Linked DNA regions of Rattus norvegicus: region 2 is linked to region 1. Evidence: chromatin contacts called from public Hi-C data. All regions are on one chromosome and are shown on one strand. The core of a region is the stretch at or near the end of the contact, and the rest is flanking DNA. Distances in the headings are between cores, read along the strand shown.

Region 1 (5,573 bases), core at 893-3,392:
ATGATCAGTGTCATCGTCGTTATGACCATCCTCCTGGTGGTCCTGTATAAGTACAGGTGCTACAAGGTGAGTGCCAGGCAGCACTGTTGTCTGCCTCGACCTGCTTATTGGTTGTTGTTATTTTGTGTGTGAGATGGAGAGAGAGAGAGAGAGAGAGAGAGAGAGAGAGAGAGAGAGAGAGAGAGAGAATGAGAGAGAGAATATGAATGTGTGTATGCAAGCCTGTGCTTGCCAGAGTGTACATGTGCAGTTGATGCAACAACTTGGTGGAAGGGGTTCTCTCCTTCCGTCTTTGCTTGGGTTCTAGACATCGAGTCTTCAAGCTGGCAGGCTTCACATTCCGAGCCACTTCACAGCCTTCTCGCCTTATTATAGTCTTTACTTGGTCTAGCAAAGAAGAAAGAGTTTTGTTTTCTTTTAAATATTTATTTATTTTATATATATGAGTACACTGTTGCTGTCTTCACACACACCAGAAGAGGGCACCAGATCTCATTACAGATGGTTGTGAGCCATCATGTGGTTGCTGGGAATTGAACTCAGGACCTCTGGAGGAGCAGTCAGCGCTCTTAACCGCAGAGCCATCTCTCCAGCCCCCAGAAAAAAGAGTCTTGTGTTTTGGGTCTACTTTATCTTTCCTTTCATTCTGGAGCATGTTGAAAGCACCAGAAGACATACATGGGAAACGGGTGTGTTTATGTGTTTTCACATGTGTTTTCAGTATTTTGATTTATAATGTGCCTGTGGCATTACAAAGACTTTTGTGTATATCGTCATTAACAAATAGTGCTAGAGGATTTAAGTGGCTCGTAAAGCCTCCCTCAAATGCTGCTTCTGAAATCACTAGTGACGGGCCACCTCACTGGGGAACTGCCAGCGTCATTTCTGAGCAGCAGTGCCTCTTGCCTTAGCCACTGGGCACAGAGAAAGCTTGCAGCAAAGAGGCAGGGCCAACCTCCCAGCCTCTTCCCTTCTTCCTTCCCCCCCCCCCCCCCTCTCTCTCTCTCTCTCTCTCTCTCTCTCTCTCTCTCTCTCTCTCTCTCTCTCTCTCTCTCTAAGTGACTGCCTCCTGGATCTCAGCTACCCAGTACATGCTTCATACTCAAACCTGAGAAAATCAACAAAGGAATACAAGTCATGGAATCTTAGATCGACCTTAGTAACAGGAAGAGTAAATGTTAACTCTCTGTATTGCAGTCTATGTTATTTCCTCCTAGATTTTATTGTGGGATTTTGTTTACTTTGCTTGGTTTGTTTTGAGACAGGGTTTCTCTGTGTAGCCCTGGCTGGCCTCAAACTCACCCTGTAGACCACGCTAGCCTCAAACTCAAATGATCCACCTGCCTCTGTCTCCTCTTTTAAAGATCTGTGCCACCACCACATGGGAAATATGTGTTCTCCCTGCTGCCTGTGTTTGTCTGCATGCCAGTGTTTACCTCCCAGTTCCTTTTTTGGCCTTAGTGGACACATTCTGGAGTTCGGCTGATTATGGGGTTAGGCTTGGTTTTTTGCCTCCTTTTCAGATTTTATTATGGGTGGAATTCTGCCTTCTCCCATGTTTTTTCTCCCACATTTCCATATTTCCTGCTTTTCTTTTTTAAAATTACCTGTGTATTATGTATAGAGCTGTGGACTCAGCATTGAATTTCCTGAGTTTTTTCCTACTAATCTTGGGAAGTTTCTTAGTCTGCTTTCAGTTTTCATGCACTGATCTGTTAATGACAGTAAGCCAAGTGTATGGACTATGTGAGCATGCCTTATTTCCTTTAACATCTCACAAGCAGTGTGTGTGCACACCCTCCTGAGGCAACGGCCAGGGTCACAGTTGCTATAGGTCACGGGGTCAGAAGCTAATGAATCTGTTTGGGAATTTGAGTCCAGAATTTGACCTTCATTAACTTACAGCCATTATGTAAAATCCTCTCAAACCTCATCCTCAATTTGTAAAAACTGTGCCTTCTCTTTCTCTCCCTTAGGAAAGTGTTTATCCAGCCTGACATTGTTTCCCTAATTTTATCTGCTGCCTTTTTAGAACTTAGTTTTTCTGAACCTTCTTGTCATTGGCTTGTTAATGTGCTCTCTGGCCTTTGTTCCTTCCTCCTTGCAGTTTCCCCTCGGGCTCACAAACCCAGTCCCAGGCTTTGGAATCTTTCCCCTCCTTTGTTTCTTAAAGAACCATATTTAGGGCTGGAGAAATGGTTTATCAGGAGGAGCTCTGGCTGCTCTTGCAGAGGACATGAAACTGATGAATTCAGTTTCCTACTCCCACATCTTGGCTCTGTTCCCAGGGGATCTAACAACCTCTTTTGGCTTCTGGGACGCCAGGCACAAATGTACTTACTGTACACAAATACACACACAGGGAAACCATGAATACACATAAGGTAAAAATAAAACTTTAAAACAAAACCATTTATTCTCAGGCTTAATTTTGTACCCTCAGATATAACTTTAAATTTTTTAAAATTAACTGTATATATGTATGTCTATATGTACATTTATGTGCAGATATATATATGAACATGTATGTGCCATTGGCTCATGTGTAGAAGTCCACGGTCAGTTTGCAGGAGTCATTTCTTTCCTTCCATGTTGTGTGACAGACTTTTCCTGCAACACACACATCTGCTCACCCCAGAAAGGGAACGCATGCCATACCAAAGTAACAGGCCAATGTCCAACTAGTGAACTAGTGAGTTTTTACTGGGGATACTGAGAGGTTGCTTACAAGGAGCAGGCATGATTTGAAAGCAGCTGTCACTGAAAAGGCCACTCCAACACAGGTGATGATCCCAAAAGCTGCCACCCTGGAGCTCCCTGCACAGCTGTGGGCTGCCCCCCAGATACCTTTCTTTCTGTACTTGGGCCATCAGAGTCTCCACCCAAGCAGTTGTTTGCTCCTTTATATGTCGTTGTGGAACGGCCCTCAAGAATCCTGTGAGTTTCTGTTCTCTCAGATATGTGTCCTTTGACTTCTTTTGTGGTTGATAGTACCCACCTTTTAAAGGGATTATCTCAGGCCAGAGGAGAATAAACGCCATCCTGGAGGATCTGACTCAGTCGTCATACCTGGCAGCAAATGCCTTCACCAGCTAAGCCATCTTGCTATCCTGAATACAACTTTGATTCAGTGCTTTCAGTCTAGAAATCATTGCTCATTGGACCCATGGTTTGTTGGTTGATTTATTAATTCTGCTTTGATATCTACAAACACATATCCTCACCCCTTATCTTCAGTAGGTCTGCTTTGTAGCTTTTTATAAAACCTTAGTTATTTACTTAGTTATTTAATTCACTTTATATCCCAATCGCTGGCCCCCACCCTCCCCACACAGTTTTAATGCCCTCTTGCATAACCCCCTTTCCTAACTTAATGGTATATTTTCAGGTTCTTTCCAGTTTATGTGGCTTGTTAATACATTTACTTAAAAATCTAATAGTTATATTTTCAATTTGTAGAATTTATATTTATCTGTTTTAAAGATGTTAGATCATTTTGGATGTAGTCTTTTTGTCCATATTTAATTTTTTTTATTACTTTACTGTCTTACACTTAAACTATCTGAAGTTTTGGGGAAGAATAATACTGTTGACTTTTACTCGTGGTGATTTGTACCTTGAGTGAGTGATTTCCAGTCATTTGAGTTTATATCTTTGGGGAGTTTTTTACAGTCACTTTGCATGCACGTGAGCTGTGGCGAGCTGTCAGCACAGGCCAGAAACTGCCCGTGACCGTCAGTCACTTGACCTCCTCTCCACTTTCCTTTCAAATCGCTTTTTAGGGAAAAGAGGGCTTCTAAGAATTTCTCCTTTTCTTTGTCACTTTGAACCGTAGTTGAGCTTGTATTCAAGTATTAAGATTAATGTCGGGGTTGGGGATTTAGCTCAGTGGTAGAGCGCTTGCCTAGCAAACACAAGGCCCTGGGTTCGGTCCCCAGCTCCGAAAAAAAGAAAGAGAAAAAAAAAAAAAGATTAATGTCTAGAAAGGTTCTGGGGGTGGCCGGTATGAAGTCAAAACAATCCTCTGAAAGGGGGAGCGAGGATGATTATAGGAAAGATAGAAAAACTGTGCAAGAGACAGACACGGCAGGGCTGCAGGTCCTTCCCACAGCAGCTGCCAGTGTACTTCTCATAGCCTCCTTATACTATAGGACCTTGGGAAGCAAAGCCACGAGTTAACAGAAACAATTTGCTGAAGTCCACACATAAGAAGACCTCTGTTCCCATCCCAAAGCCTCCCTGTTCCTTCCACCAAGGTCAGTAGGGTCTTCAGCCCCTCGCCTTGAGCCTCAAGTCCACCTCCTCTTATTGTTCTGTGCCTCAGCAGCCCGGGAAGTCTGCCAGCAGACCCTGACCCGCCTTGACTCTGCCTGGCCAGCAGTCTTCTCTCTCTCTCTCTCTCTCTCTCTCTCTCTCTCTCCCTCCCTCCCTCCCTCCCTCCCTCCCTCCCTCCCTCTCCCTCTCCCTCTCCCTCTCCCTCTTTCTCTCTCTCTTTCTCTGCTCCTAACATAGGAAGAAAACTTTTGAGAATCTGCCCACTGTATTTTTACCTGAATATTTTTTTTTTTTTTCGGAGCTGGGGACCGAACCCAGGGCCTTGCGCTTCCTAGGTAAGCGCTCTACCACTGAGCTAAATCCCCAGCCCCGTATTTTTATAAGTACGGAAAGATGGGTTTATTTTAGTTCAGTGTTTTCAGGGTTAGCAAAAACAATCTGTCTATTGTTGTGGGCTGCAAGGTACTTCTCAGCGGTACTGGCATGCATTCTTAACTGCCCTCACCTGACAGGCATTGCTGTGTGTGTGTGTGTGTGTGTGTGTGTGTGTGTGTGTGTGTGTGTGTGTGTGTGTGTGTGTGTGTGTGTGTGGTGTGTGTGTGTGTGTGTGTGTGTGTGTGTGTGTGTGTGTGTATTTGCGTATTTGCGCACACACATCCCTATCCTGGCCAGAGTGGGGTCCTCCAGTTGCTGTGTCCTTCTGACCCTGGGTTGTCCTCCTGCCTTGGCACTAGTGTCCCACCAGTGGTTAGGGTGCATATGTGAATGGGAGATGAGTGTTGATGCAGTGGATTTTTGGGTTGGGTTTTTTTAATGTATTTTTGTTTTGTTTTGTTATCAAGTTAATGCTGAACTCATAGAATGTGTTGGGAAATGATGTTCCCTCCTGGTCTCTTTTCTTCATTAAAAGTAAGAATTGTAACATATGTGTTATCTTGCTATTTGTGTTTATTGAGTCTTTTTCCATGCAAACAGGTTTTTCTAGTATTTTTTTTTTTCTTTTTTTTCGGAGCTGGGGACCGAACCCAGGGCCTTGCGCTTGCTAGGCAAGCCCTCTGCCATTGAGCTAAATCCCCAACCCCTTTTCTAGTATTTATATGCTGTGTAATTTGGGTTGTATCTTGGGTACTTTGTTTTCAGTTTTTTTAAGTCAAGTATTTTATTTATTATTATTTCTGTCTGTGTGTACATGTGTGTTAGCCCAATGTACATAAAGAGTTCAGGCCAGGAAGTTTCATAGTGAAATTCTATCTAGAAAACAAGAGGCTAGAGAGATGGCTCAACAGTTAAGAGCACTG
Region 2 (5,489 bases), core at 987-3,486, 330 kb after region 1:
GAGTGCTGGGATTAAAAGCTGTGTCCACCTTGCCTGGCTCTAAGGTTTTTTGTTTTGTTTTTTTTTTCCCTTGGAGCTGGGGACCGAACCCAGGGCCTTGTGCTTGCTAGGCAAGCGCTCTACCACTGAGCTAAATCCCCAACCCCCTGGCTCTAAGTTTTTAAAAATCATTATTCATTGAGTTTTGAATTGCTTTTCTCCCTTGTCCACTCGGCTCCTTGTTCAGGTAGCTCTAAACTATGGGTGAATTCAGGGAGGGTGAAATCAAGGGATTCCTTCCCCAGGCTAAATCAGCACTTACAGTTTCGAGCAAGCTCTTCCGGGGCCCTTTAAGGCTTTAAGGACTGCAGGAAGCCTAACTAGGACTGTTTGTTTACAGAAAGAGGGTAGGAGGGAGTACCCTTGAGTGTGAGGAAGACTCTCTCCTCTGACACAACTCAGGAGTCAGCTCTGGGTCTCCCTGATTGTAGAAACTTGAAGAATGAAATTCACTGACAAAGTTCGAAGAATCACTTTATTACTACAGGCATAAAGCTTAAAGAATAAAGATGAAATACAGCAGAAAGCAGAGTTCCAGAGTCCCCAAGAGAAGAAAACCAAATTCTTTGAGCTTATCTAGGGATTTCTTATAGGACTCGACACAGAAAGTGGACCAACCCTGAGGAAGAATATCTGAGTATGGGAAGTTGAGCATTGGAAGGCACATAGTCTATGTACATTCTCCTGGTCCAATCAGGGAGTTCAAAGACTGTTCCTGCACTGCTTCCCTGGTTAGGACTGGTTGAAGCCCGTCCCTGTCCATCTCTGACTTCTGCATTATTAGCTCTTGATCTTGTCTGTCTGCTGGTAATTAGTCCTGGCCAGTGTTGCTCTACTCCAACCTTACAAGGCCTGGCTAGTCTTAGGCCTTGACGGAGTCTGCTAGCCATTAACTTACGCTCTACATTATGTGATCAGCTCATAGCCAGACAATGGACCTTTTTCCTTTACTGTCTATGCAGAGTTAACAGTTATCACGGCTAACAAGACATAGCTGTCGCTCTTACTCTTCTCTTGCTCTTGCTCTTATTCTCTTCTCTCTTGCCCTCTTCTCTTTGTCCCTAATCTCTCCATTCCCCCTTCCCTCTACGTGCTCATGGCTGGCCTTTACTTATCCCCCTTTATACCCTTCTTCTCTCATTAAACCTTTCCATGTTGGGAAAAAAAAAAAAAGACATAGCTGTCGTTTTTCTTGTTTACCTCATATTTAGCTCATAGTAGGTGCAGTCTGGAATAGGAATAGGTTATTGTTTTGGGAGTTTTGTTTATTTTTTGGAAGCCACCCTTAAAGTTTGGTCAGCTACAACTAGCTGCATTAGAAGCAAGAATCAATTAATGAGCAACAATGTTTCGTTTGTATTCCTTGGGGAAGGAGCTTCAGGGGAAGGCAGTCTATCTGCCCACCCTGGCGCAGCTTAGCTGTCTCACGCCCAGCAGCAAGCCCCTTTCTTTCTCTATTCCCAACTTCATAGCTTTAACACACTTGGTCTCTGTTTCTAAACAGCAGTGGCCCCTGCTTTTGCAACAAGTCCACTTATGAGACCCTTTCAAATAACCCAGTTTGCCTGAATTTTCTCTCAGCTGAGTTGGACAACACCCGGATTGGCATTAGCACAGTTTTAACCTATCTTGATAAGGAACTGGAAGAGTGCAGGGTGGTGGTCCAGGGCAGTGATCCCGACATTTGGAAGGTAGAAGCCGGAGTTCTAAGCCATCCTTAGTCACACCTCAAGTTCAAGGTCAACTTGAGCCAGATGAACCCTCATCACAAAACAACCACCACCACCATCACCACTACCTGGAAGGTAATTCAGGAGTGGACTCAGCCTGCATGCCAGGAGGTCTGAGTTAAGTAGAAGTGGCTCCAGGTTCCACAAAGACTAGAGAAAGGCTTGGAAAGGGCGTAAAGGGAGGATGGGAAGGAGGCCTTGCTTGGCATGGATCACTAGAATTACAGTTTCCTGATATGTTTTGGTATAATCCGGATTTTTGGAACGATATCTTTTCCAGTCTTTATTTTATACACTATTTCAACAGGCATCAAGTCGTAAAACAAGGTTAATCATTCTGCATCTCCCGCACTGCACTGTAGTATTTAACAAACGCTAGAGGGCTTAGCACAGCGGCTTCCTCCCAGAGAACCCGGAACCGTTTAAAGCTGTAGCAGCAAGTCCAGAGAGGCCTAAAAGTCACAAGCCCCAGCCACAATCTGAAGCAATGCACGCATTTACCACCCAGAACCGGATGGCACCCACAGTGATCCTGGAGCCCGCGGTTGGCTGCCTTTGCGACCAGCCGGTGCACATCACCGTGCGCGGCCTGGGCCCCGAGCAGCCCGTCACGCTGCGCGCGGCCCTGCGCGACGAGAAGGGCGCGCTCTTCCGAGCCCACGCGCGCTACCGCGCCGACGCCCATGGAGTGCTGGACCTGGAGCGCGCGCCCGCGCTGGGCGGCAGCTTCACCGGGCTCGAGCCCATGGGGCTGATCTGGGCCATGGAACCCGAACGGCCTTTCTGGCGTCTGGTCAAGCGCGACGTGCAGACGCCCTTCGTGGTGGAGCTGGAGGTGCTGGACGGACACGAGCCCGACGGCGGGCGGCTGCTGGCGCAGGCGGTGCACGAGCGTCACTTCATGGCTCCCGGGGTGCGGCGCGTGCCGGTGCGCGAGGGCCGGGTGCGCGCCACGCTCTTCCTGCCCCCAGGTGAGCAGCCCTCCCTCCTGTGCTTGCAGTGCGGGATGCTTCAGGGGTGCAGAGCCTGGGCCCCTTCTTCCCTGTCTCATACTTTTCACGGAGCTCCCTGGAAAAGCCTTAAGGACTTGGGTTCATAGCTAGATGAGTCGTGTCCTGAACTGAAGGTCACCGCAGGAGCAGCATCCGACTTTGCTTAGGAAAGTAGAGCATCAGAGCTCCCCCCTCACCCCAAAGTTCTGTAAACTAGGACTCTACACTCTGATAGTAAGACCTACGGGTAGTTGTGCACGGGTTCGCGCTTGGCATCTGTTGCTCTAGAGCAGTCCTTCAGGCAAAGTGGGCCAGCGCAAGCACTGGGAACTCTGGAATCTGAAAGTGCGAGTGTAAAGTGCCAGGGAGTTTTGTTTCTTAGATGGTTTTGATGTAACTCTTTGCCAGCGTAAAAGAGCCACAGATTTGAGAGGGGCTTAAAATCAGAGAATTGCAGAGAGCACTTCTCGGAGATTTGGCCAGTTGTTTTGTGTCCCTTTAAAATGCCAACAGAAATGGCAGTTTACTGAGGGTCTAGGGATAAGGGAGTGGTACTTAGAGAGTAGGTAACATTAATTTTGCAAGGGTGAGTGGCTTAATATAGCTCTAGGATAGGGAAGCGATGTTGAAAACTGAGAACGTGGTTCTTTGGTTAAAAACTTTAAAATACTTTGATGTGTTTACTTGTTTACATATTTCAATAGCAGCAAGAGAAATTCAAGAACTCGAAGTTTTCCATAATAAAAGGTCTCTCCTCCCTGTGAAGTTATTATTATGAGCCTCACGGGCAACTGTGTTTCCTTCCAGTTTGATTTGCCTCCCAATCAGAAAACTATTTTTAAAGCTCAGACTTCCCTAAGGACCCTGTAATGCTTCATTCACAAACCATTGTCTCGTTTACTACAGTTTGTAATCCGTTGGGTGGTCTTCATTCTCCTCATTGCCCTACAGCCCCTGATACCCCGAGGTCCCCTTCATACCTCTGTCTTTCATATTGTACTCAGCAACCCACTGAGAGCCTGAGTCCAGCTTCACTTGTTGGGTTGGTTGGTGTTTTTTGAGACAGGGTTTCTCTGTGGAGCCCTGGCTGTACTGGAACACACAGTGTAGACCAGGCTGGCCTCCCACTCAGAGATCTGCCTGCCTTTGCCTCCCTAGTGCTGGGATTAAAAATGTGCCCCCACCACTCCTTTCCAAAAGCTTCATTTTTAGAATCTGCCAGAAAAACTCTTTTGATGTAGCAGGCCCAACTCCAGGATACTCTCTTCCTCAAATTTCTGAGTGTGTTTGTGGGGTCTAAGAAAACAATTCAGATGCCCAGGAGAGAATGAAGTGTTTCTATCAGTAGCTGGCTTTCTAGACAGTCTGAGACCGTCAAAAATGAGGGGAATCCACAGGTGCTGATGGAGGAGGAAGTAATGGGTGCAGGCAAAACAATAGGGATGTGAGTATGACATCAGTGTTCTAAGAGATCAATTGTTGGTGTTTATAAACAATACGAATAACCTGGGCACATAATCGTCCCATGTGGTCCTAGCTCCTGGACGTGACCGTGGTTATCAGCACCATAATATAAAGCAGAAAAGCATTAACGTCAAGGATTAGTTTTTTAAAAAAGGAAGCAAATTATGATGTATTCCTCAGTGTGTGATCCAGAATACACAGCACCCCACCAGGTTAGAAACAAAAACAACCGTCTGGAGTCTTCAGCGTTAACACTTTACTACACGGAACTTAGTCAAGTGCTTCTCTCGAATGCAAGAGACCCTTTGTTCAATCCCAGCAATGGGGAAGTGGAGGCAGGAAGGACAGGGGTTCAAGGTTATGGAGGCCAGCCTGGGCCACGTAAGACTGTTTCTAAATAAACAAATGCATTTTGCACCAATTAAAATTATCCGAGGAGATTGTAGCAAATGTAGGAGAAATGTAGCTTCCGTCTGTTGGTGTTGGTATGGACCTTGGACATGGAAAGTGGGGATTTTGCAGGAGAACCTATTTTCCAGAGGATTCCAAGACGGCCAGTGATGATTTGATATCGTTCACGCCATCCATTTCTGAGTTGCAAGGTTCAAAAACAGAGGCTGTGTTGCTAAAATGGGAAAGAGCCCTAGTCCAAGCCTTTGCTTTAAGACCATACGGTACCCATGCCACTCCATCCCGGCGCTGGCCACTCAGGGCTGCTGCACATTTAACCCTGTGCTCTGACCTCAGAACACCTGGGTCACCCGCAGGGCTGCGTCTAGGCCACTGAGGGAGCACAGATCCCCCATTTGGCATTTTTAGGAAAGGTAAGGTCCTAGATCTTCATAAATATACCACCCAACAAAGCATATTTTTAAAAACAGAAAAGAGGCTTGGGTTTTCCACGTCTCTCTTCCTGCTCATTAAGAATAAGACACCAAGACATTTGGGCACTAAATCTGCAAGGGGTGGTGGGTTTTGTTTTGTTTTGTTTTTTTCCTTTCTTTCCAAGGGAATGGATCCTTTCCTGGAATCATAGACCTTTTTGGACTTGGAGGCGGCCTTCTGGAGTACCGGGCGAGTCTGCTGGCTGGGAAGGGCTTTGCCGTCATGGCTCTGGCTTATTACAACTACGACGACCTCCCCAAGGACGTGGACATTATCCACCTGGAGTACTTTGAGGAAGCGGTGAACTACCTGCTCAGTCACCCTCAGGTTGGCTGTTACAGTATTTTGGTTTAGCTTTTGGGGTCCTAAATGCCTTGAA

Evidence for each region. A called contact is a pair of places that touch in the nucleus more often than the background predicts.
Region 2: a contact with region 1 is called in a Hi-C map of Schwann cells, with 4 times the contacts expected there. The contact joins the promoter of Acot3 here to the enhancer-like site in region 1. A contact is called at or near these places in 4 of 12 Hi-C or Micro-C datasets (the A7r5 cell line, the Rat2 cell line, Schwann cells and 1 more).

What each region holds. Positions count from the first base shown.
Region 1 is chr6:109,083,044-109,088,616 of GRCr8, forward strand. It overlaps Psen1 (presenilin 1), which reads left to right. Exons shown (of 12, transcript NM_019163.4): 5 at 1-66. Among named protein-coding and RNA genes, the nearest start is that of Psen1, 32 kb to the left of the region's middle. Within about 2 kb of position 2,143, at least 8 of the 93 cell types and tissues checked have an H3K27ac peak or open chromatin away from gene starts, as enhancers often do. A contact at or near this core is called in Schwann cells, where this site is marked.
Region 2 is chr6:109,411,461-109,416,949 of GRCr8, forward strand. Acot3 (acyl-CoA thioesterase 3) reads left to right here and starts at 2,237. Exons shown (of 3, transcript NM_001108041.1): 1 at 2,237-2,740; 2 at 5,235-5,437. The coding sequence starts at 2,257.